Regions from separate parts of the Triticum aestivum genome. Here region 2 is linked to region 1. The links are chromatin contacts, called in public Hi-C maps. All regions are on one chromosome and are shown on one strand. The core of a region is the stretch at or near the end of the contact, and the rest is flanking DNA. Distances in the headings are between cores, read along the strand shown. Region 1 holds the start of LOC123044338 (eukaryotic translation initiation factor 5A-2). Region 2 holds the start of LOC100192141 (probable WRKY transcription factor 3).

Region 1 (7,365 bases), core at 3,281-5,780:
CAGCGAAGGACGCCGCCCCGGCTATCGCGCGGCTTCAATCGTCCATTGAGCAGTGCATAGCCGACGTCAAGAACCACGCCGCCCAGAGGGAAGCGAAATCTGAGGCGCGGTGGTCGGCGTTGATAACGAACAACGCCGTCAAGCTTGACCTACTCCAGACCAACGTCGCCGCGAAGAAGAGGAACACTGACCTGGCATTCCTGATGGGGGTGGACATGTGGACGATGAACGAGCAGGTCAAGGCGTGGTACCTGGTGGAGCGCGGCCTCATCCTGAACGAGATGTCGTCGTTGACTGCGCCAACTCGCACGCCGACCCCAACGCCGACGCCCCCGCCAAGCCCGAGCAATGGTGCCTCCACGACGCCCAGCACAGAAGCCGCGCCGACGCCGACCAGCCCACGCTCGCCAACCCCCGCTAGTCCGACGCCGGAGGACAACGCCGTTGTTTGATGCATTGCCTATGCGCCCTTCCTTTTGAACGCCGAACTTTCGAGTGATTGTTCGCCGAACTGTGGCTTTGTGATGGCCGAACTATGTGGTAGCCGCTGATCGCCGGACTTGTGGCGTTTTCTTGGGTAGCAGAAAATGCCAAGTTTGAATTTATAACGTTTTGGGGCCGACTTCTGGGAACGTGACTGAAAACTAGATCGCCCAGGGACGAAAAAGCGCCGGCCGAAGGGCCAAAATAGCGCCGACCGGTGGGCTGAAGGGCCAAGCGAGTGGAGGTGCTCTTAGATCAAGTGGATGATCGCCATATGCCAACTGGCGGCACTGGAGTGCAGCGGAGATCACAGCAACCTTGACGACTTGAAACGGAAATGTGGCCAGAATCCGCAGCCGTCTGGTCGGCCTAACATGCGCCGGTGGCGTGCGTGCTCGGTGCTGCTTCCCATCCCTCGCGTCTCCATCACGTAACTCGCAAGTTGCATTATGCTTGGCAGGATTACTGCGACTGCGAGAATGAAGGCCGATCGACTACGGTGCAAATTACCGTCCAACTATTGGGCATATGACCTGACCATCAGTTATGCCACAGTTTTTGTTATCCCAAGAAAAATGAACAGTTTTTGGTAGAACAAATTTGAAAACAAAAAAAATCAAGTTTATTGGTTAGATTAAAAAAAGGAAATAGTGGTTAGATTCAATATGTAGTAACTTGATTTTTTTTGATTTAACGAGAAACTGAACACCAAGCCTTGTAGTATCATGAAATCCACAATAATAATGGCCAGGCGTGCTTTCTGGCATACAGTTTGCACCGTCCCAAATCAATCAATTATTGACACCAAGCACATATATAAAACCATAGGAAATATTACAAGGGTCCCAAATGTCACGGATGATAGGTAGAGGTAAGCAGATATGCTACACCCAGCAATCACTGCACTTGACTCCGGCTTAGGTGAATGTCTCACTCGATAGCATTCCTTCTTTAATACTTTTGTCTTTCTTTAGCTTAAATTTGACAGATAATGGATCCCTCCGTTTATCTTGGCCCTCGCTCCGAGGAAGTTACCTGGGGCCCACGTCCTTGACTGCGCAGATCTGCTCCTCCCCCATGGCCGACATGACCGTCAGCGCCAGATCCTTCCCCTCAGCAAATCCGTCCTTGAGCTGAATTAACAAGCAGATTTTTACCCAGTAAGCAATTTGGACATTCTTATACCTCATAAGAAGTACTACTGTACTTACTAGTAATGTCTAAGGCATATACGTGGTTGCAATGCATAAATGATAAAGCAGCAAAAGTAATCACGGTTACAGTGCAATTTGACAGAAAAAATCAGACGTGCTTCGAGGGAGATGGATGGCAAGCAGACCGAGATGCATGAACAATGAAGTGAAAGTAAAGTGTTCAGCACAACAGAGGTGGAAAGGAAATAGCAAGAACACTTCTAAACATCAGAGTTTTATTCTTGTATGCGCTTCATAATTCATATACTGAAGAAAGAGGAATGTAACATGCACCACACCAAAAAACAGAGCAACAACCAGAACAGCCTCGGCTGTAAGATTTTAGTGTGGCTACTGGCTTAGATGTACACTGCAACCATGTAGGGCCATGGTGAAGTCGGCCTTTCACGACCAGAAGAAAGAAAAACAGATGATAATAAATACTAGTATAAACAGAGAGGTGGGAAGAGTAAACGTCTAGATTTCCTCTAGTTCTTATTGCAGCTATTTCAGAAGTGTGCAGTGTCTAAAAGTTCCTACTACTTATATAAACATCAAATCAATAAATCGAGATACTCAGAAATACTAAAATACAAAAGATATCAATCATAGATGTGACTTGTTGTGCTAAAAATAAATTACAAACAAAACTGCAGAAATATCAACACCGGTCAGGATATTTTGGAGTATAGAAAGAACTATCTCAGAATAAGGGGTGATATAACTCCTATAAAGCAAAGAAGACAGCATAACAAACCTAACAAATGAGTAAGGACACATCTTATCACGGATAACCACATGCAAAAGTAAGAAAAAGATGCTCAAAGATTTGTCAACCAAACCTGGGTCAGGATAGCGTCATCAGTTGGGAGTTTAAGATCATCCTTAGTGCTACCATTATCAGTAAGAAGGCTCACCTAAAACAAAAAATATAGTAAGTATCGAGGCCAATAATTATGCACAATAAAAATACATTTTTCTTGATTAGTAGAACGTACAAATCCATCCTCTGATATGTCAATCAGCTGATACTCAGTACGGTCCACATGTGGCACCTAAAAATATATAGAATAGTGAGTTATCTGTAAAACTGAACCAACCAAAGTTCTTTATTAAACATTGATAAAATAAACTTACATCACAGTTGTGGGATGAAGGAACAATGTCCTCAAGCTTTTTACCATTGAATATATCTAAGGCAACAAAGTGGCATTTAGCATGACCGTGCTTTCCAGTCTTCGAGGTAGAAACCTCCACCACCTGTTGCACAAGTTTATTTAGCACAACGAGATAAGATAAAAGACTTGAAAATTAATGTCAAAGAAGCACCACATATTTTCAGGCTTAAGCCTTGAAGTGTATTCTGATCACAATGACAGACGTCAGAACTTACAGGAAACATACACACAGGAGTAGGTGAAGAAATATGTACTAAAAAGGTAAGGACAGCAATCGCATTGGCACAACAAGCTAGATAAACATGGATAAATTAGTTTTAGCTTTTGAGTCAATTAACTGTTTGTCCCTTCCAAATTACAACAGAACAAATTTATGATCGATGATTTGTTTGGATAAGTCAAGGCAATAGATAGATTGAGAAAGAAAGGTATTGTTTCCTTCGGAAGTTAGGTCTATGTACATGCAGGAAGCTTAAAATCTCCATCATATTCCATCCAAACATGTCGACAGTGCCCCTTACACTTCGATTACAATCTTAAAGTTCCGACACGGAATAGCCAAATCACCCACTGTACAGATATATAGAGTTTAAAGTGCCCGAGTGGGAATCCCGTTTTGGTTATCAAACTACTTCTCGTACCCCGCAAAATACTAGGAAAATATTATTAAAATTACAGGAATAATGGACGTTAGCAAGTTTAGTTGTACAATAAAACATGTATTTTACAAGTTATCCCATCACATGATTTTTGTTTTTTTGGATCACAGGAAAGGGGATAGTATATCATGTAGCTAAAGCTTCCCCTGTTTCAAGACCCTCCTAATTAATCGTGTACAGTACGTGGCAGATAGTGGCGAACATGGTCAAAATAGCTCCCCTCCCCTATAAATAACAACTCCACCCTTCTCCTTGGGGTCACCACCGATATGTCAACAAGTCAATCCACACTGATACGAAACGGAACCATCCGACGACAGCTCGCAAGCATTCTCAAACAGAAATAGCAGCGTGCGGAGATAACAAAATCAGTATTCCTTCATAGTACGGCGGCCATGAAGAGCAGCATCGGAATTGCGATCACACACACACAACCATCCAGCCGGGATCGAGGAAAATCCATACCTTGCAGGGGCGGTTCTTGATGACGAGGTAGCCGCCCTTCCGGATGGCGCCGGCCTGCATAGGGAAGGTCTTGGACGCCCCCGCATCGGCCTTGGACTCGAAGTGGTGGTCCTCGGAGTCCGACATGGCGACCTTAATCACCCGCTAACTAGCTTCTCGCCCCTGAACAACAGCAAACCAAATCCAAGCAACGAGATTAAGCTTCGAAGCTCCCAAATCAAGAAACCTCGGCCAAATTCGGAACTGAATCGATCCCCCGAATTCACCTGGGCTGGATGGATCACGACGCGCCAGGAGGAGGGAGGGACGGAGGGGCGCTGATGATGATAAGTGATAAGCTCGCGCCGAATACTAGGGTTCGAGCGCATTTATAGCGCTGACAGCGCGTGCTCCGGCCACACCTACCTGCCTACCCTCCCTGCTTGCTGAGGATGACGGTGGGGCCGGAGATGGTCCGGGCCCGCGTCTCGGCGGAAGAGGACTTTTGTCGACGGGTGGAGGGAGAGATCGGGGCCGTCGGTTTGGTTGGAGGATGGCTACAGGTGTACGGCTGCGGAAGGCAGGAATATCTTCGCGTTCGAACCACGCCATGGGGCGGCTCGAGCATCTTCCTCTCTGTTTTTTCTCTGCTTTTCTTCTGCCTTTTTATGGCTTCTTTTCGCTGATCGGTGATCAGAAAACTCAAGTCAAATATCTGATTCCGATAGGATAGGGATTCCTTGGGAGGACGTCACAGTGCACTACTCAGATTGGGATGATTGTTGCGTTGGATTGTGTATTCACATACATGGTTTAAAAAATGTGAATTATTATTTGGCTAAGTGCTTCCCTTGGGAGGGCATGACAAAACGAATGTTTTATGACGTTGTCGTGATGATGGCAACTTCCTTTAACAAGCACGGCAAATCCGATAAAAAACTTGCGACTATGTAAACTGTCATAAAACCGTTTGTTTGTCATGCCCTTTCAGAGAATGTTAGCTGGTTATGAAGATCCTAAAATTAACCGTACTGCCATAATTCTTTCCGCTCTATGAATTGCAAAATTACTTAAATTAAATTTGATAGTATATATCACAATCAATGCACTTATAACACTGGAAAGAGAAACTCAAGCAAGCAAGCAACACTGTATTTGCGAGCACCGATTTGTAGCGGCAAAACCATAGTTGTGTTGATTAGGACAAAGGGCGACTGGTGGAGGGGGTCGGAAAGAGTGGCGATTGGTGGATGCATATTGGGGAGAAGCCACGGCAGGAATTATTTGCACTTGATCGCTTGCCTCGTTTGGTTGTGTCATCATAAAAGAACTACGTACTAACATGTATCTATAATACCTAAATAGCTCATCCCCACTATTATATTTCTTTCGTCATGCAGCCTATCCACCTCATCACTATGCCATGTCAGCGTAAATACTTAGGGCATCTCCAACAGGTTGTATGTTAGTCTTATTGGTAAAATGTCCATGTCATCAACCAACAAGCTATCATACAACTATTTCAATAGGTTGTATGTAAGCTATCCAATAAATTGTGAGAAAATTAATGTGATTGCTCTCTATTTCACCCTGGAGCTTGTGCAAAGGTTGTTGGTTAATCTACATACAACTTTGCTCTCTCTCCATATTTATTACATGCCAAATCATCACTATGTCCTAGGTGGCAAATTAACCAACACCTATCTTACGACTGTTGGAGATGCCCTTACTCAACTTGCTTGTTTTATCGTTATGCGTGTAGAGGCATGTGTGAGGATCAAGGCTCCCTAACTGCCTTATTTACTGTTTTACGGGGAAACCTAAGGGGCATGGTGGGTTCTAAATGGATAAGAGGGATTGGGGTGGAGTAGGGAGTAAACTCAAATCAAAGGAGTCTGATGGGTTCTAGATGGATATGGACTAGGGAGAATGAGGTGGGGTGGAGAGTTAAATCTTCCAAACTGAATGGATCTGGTGGGTTCTACATAGGTTGGGGTGGAGTGTGAAATGAACTCACCACTGTCGGCCCAGTGGGAACCAGGGAACCACTGTCCGTCTGCCTCTGGCCCAAAGGTCGACACCTTGGCTGGCCCATGGCAGGTGGTCCTGCTCCAGCTGCTCTGCGGGGAGTCGCCTCGCGAGGCCCCTTGTCGCCAGGCAGAGCCCTGCCGTGGCTACTAAGCATCGGGCCGCCTCGTGAGGCTCCCCTTGCGAGACCGCCTCACGAGGCAGGTCGTACGGCGCCAGCGGCGGGGCTCGGCGGCCATCACATGGATGGCGTCCCGCTGTCAGGATGAGGACGGCGGAGCATGACCAAACCTAGTTTTCATTTTGGTGATAAGGGAGCGGCGACATTTGTCTCCCCCAAAGCAAGTCCCAAAGCATTTCCTCTTTGGTGGAAGAGGATCAGGACGGATCGGCACACCAGGGCAGAGGTCATCGCCGAGCCCACCAGCGCGTCATGAAGACTCCTTTACCAGCGCGTCAACGCCAGCAAGGACAAAGCCGTCACAGGCCGAGCTGTCGCTAGGGTCCATGCGGCGCCCGGCGCCCGAGGTGCCCCTGGGCGGCGCCCTCGCGCCGCCACCAAGCCCGTTGGGGAGCGAGTTGCTGATACGTCTCCAACGTATCTATAATTTTTTATTGTTCCATGCTGCTATATTATCATTCTTGTATGTCTTACAATCATTTTATAGCAACTTTATATCATTTTCTGGGACTAACCTATTGACTGATACGTCCATTTTCCATCATGTTTTCCTACTATTATTTATGTTGTTTTATTTATAATAATGCTTTTTGGAGTAATTCTAATGCCTTTTCTCTCATAATATGCAAGGTATGCACCAAGGGGTAGAATCCTGGTAGCTGGAAATCTGGACCTGAAAAAGCTACGTCAAGCTACCTATTCTGCACAACTCCAAATGAGCTGAAACTCCCCGAGGATTCTTTGTGGAATATTTAAGTAATATTTGAGCAAATAAGTACCAGAGGAGGGCCACCAGGTGGGCACAACCCACCTGGGCGTGCCAGGAGGCCTAGACGCGCCCTGGTGGGTGCTGCCCTCCTCCGGTGCCCATCTTCTGGTATATAAGTCATTTTGACCTAGAAAAAATAAGGGGAGGACATTCGAGACGAAGTGCCGGCGCCTCGAGGCGGAACTTGGGCAGGAGCCCTTTTGCCCTCCGGCGGAGCGATTCCTCCGGGGGAACTTCCCTCCAGAGGGGGAAATCATTGTCATCATCATCACCAACAACTCTTCCATCTTGGGGAGGGTTATCTTCATCAACATCTTCACAACACCAACTCCTCTCAAAACCTAGTTCATCTCTTGCGTTCAATCTTTGTATCAAAACTATAGATTGGTTCCCATGGGTGACTAGTAGTGTTGATTACATCTTGTAGTTG
Region 2 (6,816 bases), core at 1,842-4,341, 310 kb before region 1:
TCTCGATATGCTTCTTGACGTCGCATCCTTGGTAAGTGCACTTGTAATAGCTCCTACATGGACAGAGTAGGCACTCAGGTTCATGGACTCTTTTTCTGGAACTCAAAAACGTTATGGAGATATGGTTTTTCAATTTGGAATAAATTGTCTGTGCCAGCTGGGTCTTGTGAAAAATAACAGAAGATACACAGACAATTGATAAGCATGCACATTATTCATCACCACACTTTTTTCAGAATAAAAGAAGAAATGTATTCCTTGTTTCACCAACTATGTGTGTAACAGTCAAATGTGTACTCATTCAAATAAACCAGAGCAGCAGTTACAAAATATACTTAGATCAGCAGGAGGATCTTCATATCAGTTGAATTATAAGATAAGCAAGGCATGAATTCTTTGCCAAATAATTCCAAAGCCAATTCTATGTAGGATGGATATTGGCTGTCATTAACAAGCAGTATTAGCCTATCATGCTTTTTAAGCTTGTCAGATGTATATTTCTCTTGAATGCAAATTTAAAGCCTTTTCCATGCATTGCTGCAAGACAAATGTCCCATGCGTGTGCAAGTGCAAGTGAGCCATGTGGAGTTGTCAATAACATCATGTTGATGCCAACAAAGTCAATAACAACATCAAGTTGATGCCAACAAACTTCATAGGCTCCAACATTAACCAATTAGTATTCAAGGCAGTTATCACATATATAATTGTAAATATGACACATTTTCTAAGATAAAATGGTAAAGAAAAAACTTCAAAGATTCAACAATAAAATGAGATGATGGGCTTACCTTGGGTGAGGATTTCCTCTCACCACTTTCTGTCCATACTTGCGCCACCTATAGCCGTCGTCCAAAAGATCAACATCGCTCGTTGTACTCACGATAATCTTTTGACCTGGTGCATTCCTGCCTCACGGAAATAATAACAGTAAGCTTAAAGATGCTAATTAGGAAGTCTGGATGAACTTAGCAAAGTTCCAAGTAAGGAATTTATGTTCAGCTGTAGGAAATACCTTTCATTTGCATCGGCATCACCATCATCTCCATCAACAGTTCTTATTTCACCATCACCTTCCCGGATATCACTTAAACTAGATAATTGCTCATCCCCCTCTTCCTTCGTTGGCAATAAAACATCCGTCATCATTCCATTTGGCGTTATAGGTTTTCCATAATAACCTTGACAACCTAATTGTGATTTAGTTGAAGGCTCCTTGGCATCATTGAAATCATTTAACTCATTCAATAAATCACCACAATCTTTAAACCTCTTTGAGGGGGGTTCATGGCAGTGCTGACCTCTATAAATTATTTTAATAATTCGTCCATCTGCAGAGTGCTCTACATTTTTCCTGACCGGGCAATTCAGGGTACATTTGTAATAGCTCCTTGGATACTTCCCACCCTTGACTGCCTTTTGTCCATACTTACGCCAGTTGTATCCATCATCAGCAGGTCTATCCAGAGTGATGGATGAACCTTGGAGTGCTTCCAGAACTCCAGTTGATCCAGTGTTGATACTGTCCAGAGTGGTGGATGAATCTTGGAGCACTTGTAAAACTCCAGTTGGTCCAGTGTTGACACTACCACTACCAGTGTGTGATGGCAAAGTCTGTCCCTGCATTGATGCCGCGCCTACGGAAGAACTGACATGCTGAGGTGTCAGCACTGAAGTTGCCAATGAGAAAGAAGAAGAGTTGTCCACTTGATCAAGTATACTGTATTTAGAAAAAGCTAGTTGAGGTCCAATCTTGTGATGCAATCCCGCCCCTTGTTTTTCCCGCAACTCTTTCTTTTGAGCTACTTGTGCTGCCAGCTGTGCTAGGTCTTGTTCATGGAACACATCAAAGTTGTCCTGCAAACGAAGAAAATATAAATACCAGTTATAATAGAACATACTATTGCAATAGTAACTAAAAAACCATATAAAGCAACTCAGAAAACACAGTGCAATAGTAACGAAACCATGTAAATGAATTCAACAAAAACATACCGGTTTTAACAAAACATAGTACAACAGTAACAAAACATAGCATAGGAAAAGTGGACATCGACGTGGTATCAACAAATTTTGACGTAAAGGAATCAAGGGCAAGCACCATGGTTTCTAATATTATTGAAGGGAAACCATCAGGCTCCTTAACGCTTTCAAAATGGAAGACGAAGGTGCCACCATTAACGCTCTAACTACACCGACCACAAATCTACTCCACCATCTCAAGAAACATCAGGTTCTTGGAAAGATCGCCCGCCCACTGCCTGTCCTTGTCGATTGCGATGTTTACTTATCTATAACTCGACCTGTTAGCACGTGAATTTTTTTGGGGCGCCCAGCACATCAATGTGCAGCTGTCGGCAAGGCAGAAGGCACACATCGGCGACCTTGACAGTTACCAATCCACGGGCCGAGGCCGACCCGCGATTAACTTGACGCACGTGCAATGCAGGCCATTCGTCCCTGGAGAAGCTGGTCCCCTTCCGGCTGGGGCGTCCAGGGCCAATAATTCCAAGGAGCACGGGCCACAGGGCGCGGAAATTCCGATCCCGCGGCCTAAAAATAGCAATGCGGAGGGAGCTGGATTGGCAACAGAAACAACAGAAGGAAAATCTACCCTGTTCATGCCGATTCAGTATCTGTACTGCTACTGGTATAATTACTACTAATTGGTACGTCGAGCTATGTCAGATACAGTAGTTACGTGCTGTTAATCAATCAAACAGGACAGCAGCAGCGAGCGTGCGATTAGGGGGAGGAAGCTGAGATGAGATCGGTCGTCGGTACCTGGGGGTACCCGAGGAGCGCGGTGCCGCAGAGCGGCGGAGGGGAAGGGAGCTGCGCGAGGGATCCACCGAAGAAGCCCAGCGCCGAGGCGGCCGGCGACGGCTGGTCGTCGGGGAAGAGGCTGTCGAGCGCGGGCGGGGCCCAGAGGCCGCCGCCGTCGCCGATGCCTGACCACTGCCCCGCCGCCATGGGTGAGTAGAGTACGCGCGCGTCGGCGACGAGCGCGTGGGCTGGAGGGAGGGAGGGATGCTTTCTGCTGTCAGATTGGTTGCCAAGTGGGACGCTCGGTATTTATTCCCCCGGACGGGAGTGCGAGTGGGCGAGGCAACAAAAATCGCAATGAGGGCGCTGAATGATTGGTGGCTCGTGCCACGTCGTCCAAGCGGAGGCGAAGCCCCGCGGAAGGAAAAACCCGGATATTTTCCGAAACCGTAACGGAGATATTTGTCCACCCCTTCTAAACATGGTAAGCCGAACCAACAGACCGAACCCAAATATCTGTGTGTAACTTTGGGGCGCAAATTTAAGTGCAAATGCGTCGACACGGACACGAAGCGGACATGATTTGGTTTGTGTCGGCGCGTTGAGCCTCCTCTTTTGTCCGCGCCGACCCAAACGAACAGCGGCAGACGAAATGGATCGCTCCATTGGAGTTGCTCTTATAGTTCAAGTATTTTACGCAGTGCTTTCTCCCACACAGCCGGCGGCCACCAGCCTTGCGCCGTGCTCCGCTCCGGGACCGGCAGCCACCCCACCCCACCCCTTCCCCCGCCGCCTCGCCATGGCTTCGCGGGTTTCTCTGTCCGGCTCATCCTCGTCGGAGCTTTCCTCCCCTACTTCCTCGCCGGCGCCGCGTCTGGAGCATGCTCTGCCCGTCCTGCCGTCCCCCCCGCCCCCAGCTCAGATCCATCGTCGTGACGCCGGTTGTGGGCACGGCCTTCGGTCCGCTGGTCCAGGGCGGGGCTGCAGGTCCTTCTCATTCACCCCAGGTGGAGGCGGTTTGGATGATAGGAGCCGCCGGCCGAGAGGGCCGCCTGCTCGCCCTGCCTTCCCACAGAGGCGCCGCCATGCTCAGCGCGTGTTGGCTGCGCCCCGTTCGCCGCCGGAGTCCAGGATGCCGGCGGAGCTTTTTGGCTGCTGCTACAACTGTGGCAAGGATGATGGCCACATCTCGGCGGAGTGCCGGAACCCCAGCTTCTGTGTTCGGTGCCGGGGGGAAGGGTGTAACGCCCCGGATCCGATGCGCCAGGTGTCTGCTAGTTATTTACTGTCATTGCCATGTCATTTGCTTGCGTGTTGCATTTTATCATGTCATCATGTGCATTGCATTGCATACGTGTTCGTCTCATGCATCCGAGCCTTTTCCCCGTTGTTCGTTTTGCAATCCGGCTCTCCTATGCCCTACGGCGTTCCCCTTTCGTCTCTCGTTGTGTGCAGGTGTTAAACTTTTTCGGAATGGCCCGAGGCTTGCCAAGTGGCCTTGTTATAGCACCGGTAGACCGCCTGTCAAGTTTCGTGCCATTTGAAGGTCGTTTGATACTCCAACGGTTAACCGGGTAACTGCAAAGGCCTCTTTTGTGTTGCAGCCCAACACCCCTCCAAAGTGGCCCAAAAACCCAGCAAACTCCCCTCCATGCTCTCGGTCGTTCGATCACGATCGCGTGGCCGAAAACCGCTCCTCATTTGGACACTCCTAGCTCCCTCTACCTATATATTTGTGCCCCTCCCGGATTTTCACGCAGATGAAACCCTACCCCTTTTTCCCCACCGCGCCACCGGACAAAAATCCCCGCCACCGGACATGTCCACCGCCGCCGCCACATCACCCGGACCAATCACGATGTGCCACCTCAGCTCCGCCGCCTCCCGCTGAAGGAAATACGCCCTAGAGGCAATAATAAAGTTATTATTTATTTCCTTATTTCATGATAAATGTTTATTATTCATGCTAGAATTGTATTAACCGGAAACATGATACATGTGTGAATACATAGACAAACATATAGTCACTAGTATGCCTCTACTTGACTAGCTCATTAATCAAAGATGGTTATGTTTCCTAACCATAGACATGTGTTGTCATTTGATTAATGGGATCACATCATTAGGAGAATAATGTGATTGACATGACCCATTCCATTAGCCTAGCACTTGATCGTTTAGTATGTTGCTATTGATTTCTTCATGACTTATACATGTTCCTGTAACTATGAGATTATGCAACTCCCGTTTACTGGAGGAACACTTTGGGTACTACCAAACGTCACAATGTAACTGGGTGATTATAAAGGAGTACTACAGGTGTCTCCTGTTGGAAATATGCCCTAGAGGCAATAATAAAAGTGTTATTATTATATTTCTTTGTCCATGATAATAGTCTTTTATTCATGCTATAACTGTATTATCCGGAAATCGTAATACACGTGTGAATACATAGACCACAATATGTCCCTAGTGAGCCTCTAGTTGACTAGCTCGTTGTGATCAACAGATAGTCATGGTTTCCTGGCTATGGACATTGGATGTCGTTGATAACGGGATCACATCATTAGGAGAATGATGTGATGGACAAGACCCAATCCTAAGCATAGCACAAAGGTCGGTTAGTTCGTTTGCTAGAGCTTTTCCAATGTCAAGTATCTCTTCCTTAGACCATGAGATCGTGTAACTCCCGGATACCGTAGGAGTGCTTTGGGTGTACCAAACGTCACAACGTAACTGGGTGACTATAAAGGTGCATTACAGGTATCTCCGATAGTGTCTGTTGGGTTGACACGGATCGAGACTGGGATTTGTCACTCCGTGTTACGGAGAGGTATCACCGGGCCCACTCGTTAGTGCATCATCATAATGAGCTCAAGGTGGCCAAGTGTCTGGTCACGGGATCATGCATTACGGTACGAGTAAAGTGACTTGCCGGTAACGAGACTGAACGAGGTATTGGGATACCGACGATCGAGTCTCGGGCAAGTAACATACCGTCTGATAAAGGGAGTAGTATACGGGGTTGCTTGAACCCTTGACATCGTGGTTCATCCGATGACAACATCGAGGAGCATGTGGGAGCCAACATGGGTATCTAGATCCCGCTGTTGGTTATTGACCTGAGGTCGTCTCGGTCATGTCTGCATGTCTCCCGAACCCGTAGGGTCTACACACTTAAGGTTCGGTGACGCTAGGGTTATCAGGAAGACAAGTATGTGATTACCGAATGTTGTTCGGAGTCCCGGATGAGATCCCGGACGTCACGAGGAGTTCCGGAATGGTCCGGAGGTAAAGATTTATATAAGGAAAGTGGTTAAACGGACACCGGAAAGTTTCGGTGGCATACCGGTATTGTACCGGGGCCACCGGAAGGGTTCCGGGGGTCCACCGGGTGGGGCTACCACTTCCGGGGGGCCACATGGGCTGTGTGGGAGAGGGAGCCAGCCCCTAGTGGGCTGTGCGCGCCTCCCCACCTAGGCCCATGCGGCTAGGTCAAGGGGAGGGGAAACCCTAAAGGGGGCGCCCCCCTAGCTTGGGGGGCAAGTCACCCTTTTCCCTCTCCCTTTGGCCGCCGCCCCCCTCTAGGGTTTCCCCTAGAGGGCCGGCCCCCTTGCCCCTCTCCTCCTATATATAGAGGGGTGAGGGGAGGGCTGCTGTACGACACAACTCAAGGCGCAGCCCCTCCCCTCCCCAACACCTCTCCTCCTCCGTACGTGCTTGGCGAAGCCCTGTCGGAGTACTTCTGCACCAACTACACCACGCCGTCGTGCTGCCGTTGGAGCTGCCTTCCTCAACCTCTCCTTCCTCCTTGCTGGATCAAGATGGAGGAGACGTCGTCCGTCCCATACGTGTGTTGAACGCGGAGGTGCTGTCCGTTCAGCACTTGGTCATCGGTGATCCGAATCACGACGAGTACGACTCCATCATCACCATCCCCTTGAACGCTTCCGCACTTGATCTACAAGTGGTATGTAGATGCAAACTCTTCCCCTTAACTCGTTGCTTATATGAACTCATAGATGGATCTTGGTGAAACCGTAGGAAAAA

What was found. Hi-C and Micro-C count contacts between places; a contact is called where the count stands out from the background.
Region 2: a Hi-C map of leaf shows a contact between it and region 1, with 4 times the contacts expected there. The contact joins the promoter of LOC100192141 here to the promoter of LOC123044338 in region 1. A contact is called at or near these places in 2 of 5 Hi-C or Micro-C datasets (both in leaf).

What each region holds. Positions count from the first base shown.
Region 1 is chr2B:198,790,684-198,798,048 of IWGSC CS RefSeq v2.1, reverse strand. LOC123044338 (eukaryotic translation initiation factor 5A-2) reads right to left here and starts at 4,530. Exons shown (of 6, transcript XM_044467062.1): 1 at 4,245-4,530; 2 at 3,979-4,140; 3 at 2,814-2,936; 4 at 2,675-2,731; 5 at 2,519-2,593; 6 at 1,199-1,616. The coding sequence starts at 4,104. The coding sequence ends at 1,515.
Region 2 is chr2B:199,098,242-199,105,057 of IWGSC CS RefSeq v2.1, reverse strand. LOC100192141 (probable WRKY transcription factor 3) reads right to left here and starts at 3,091. Exons shown (of 4, transcript XM_044467063.1): 1 at 2,785-3,091; 2 at 1,016-1,857; 3 at 792-908; 4 at 1-53. The coding sequence starts at 2,973.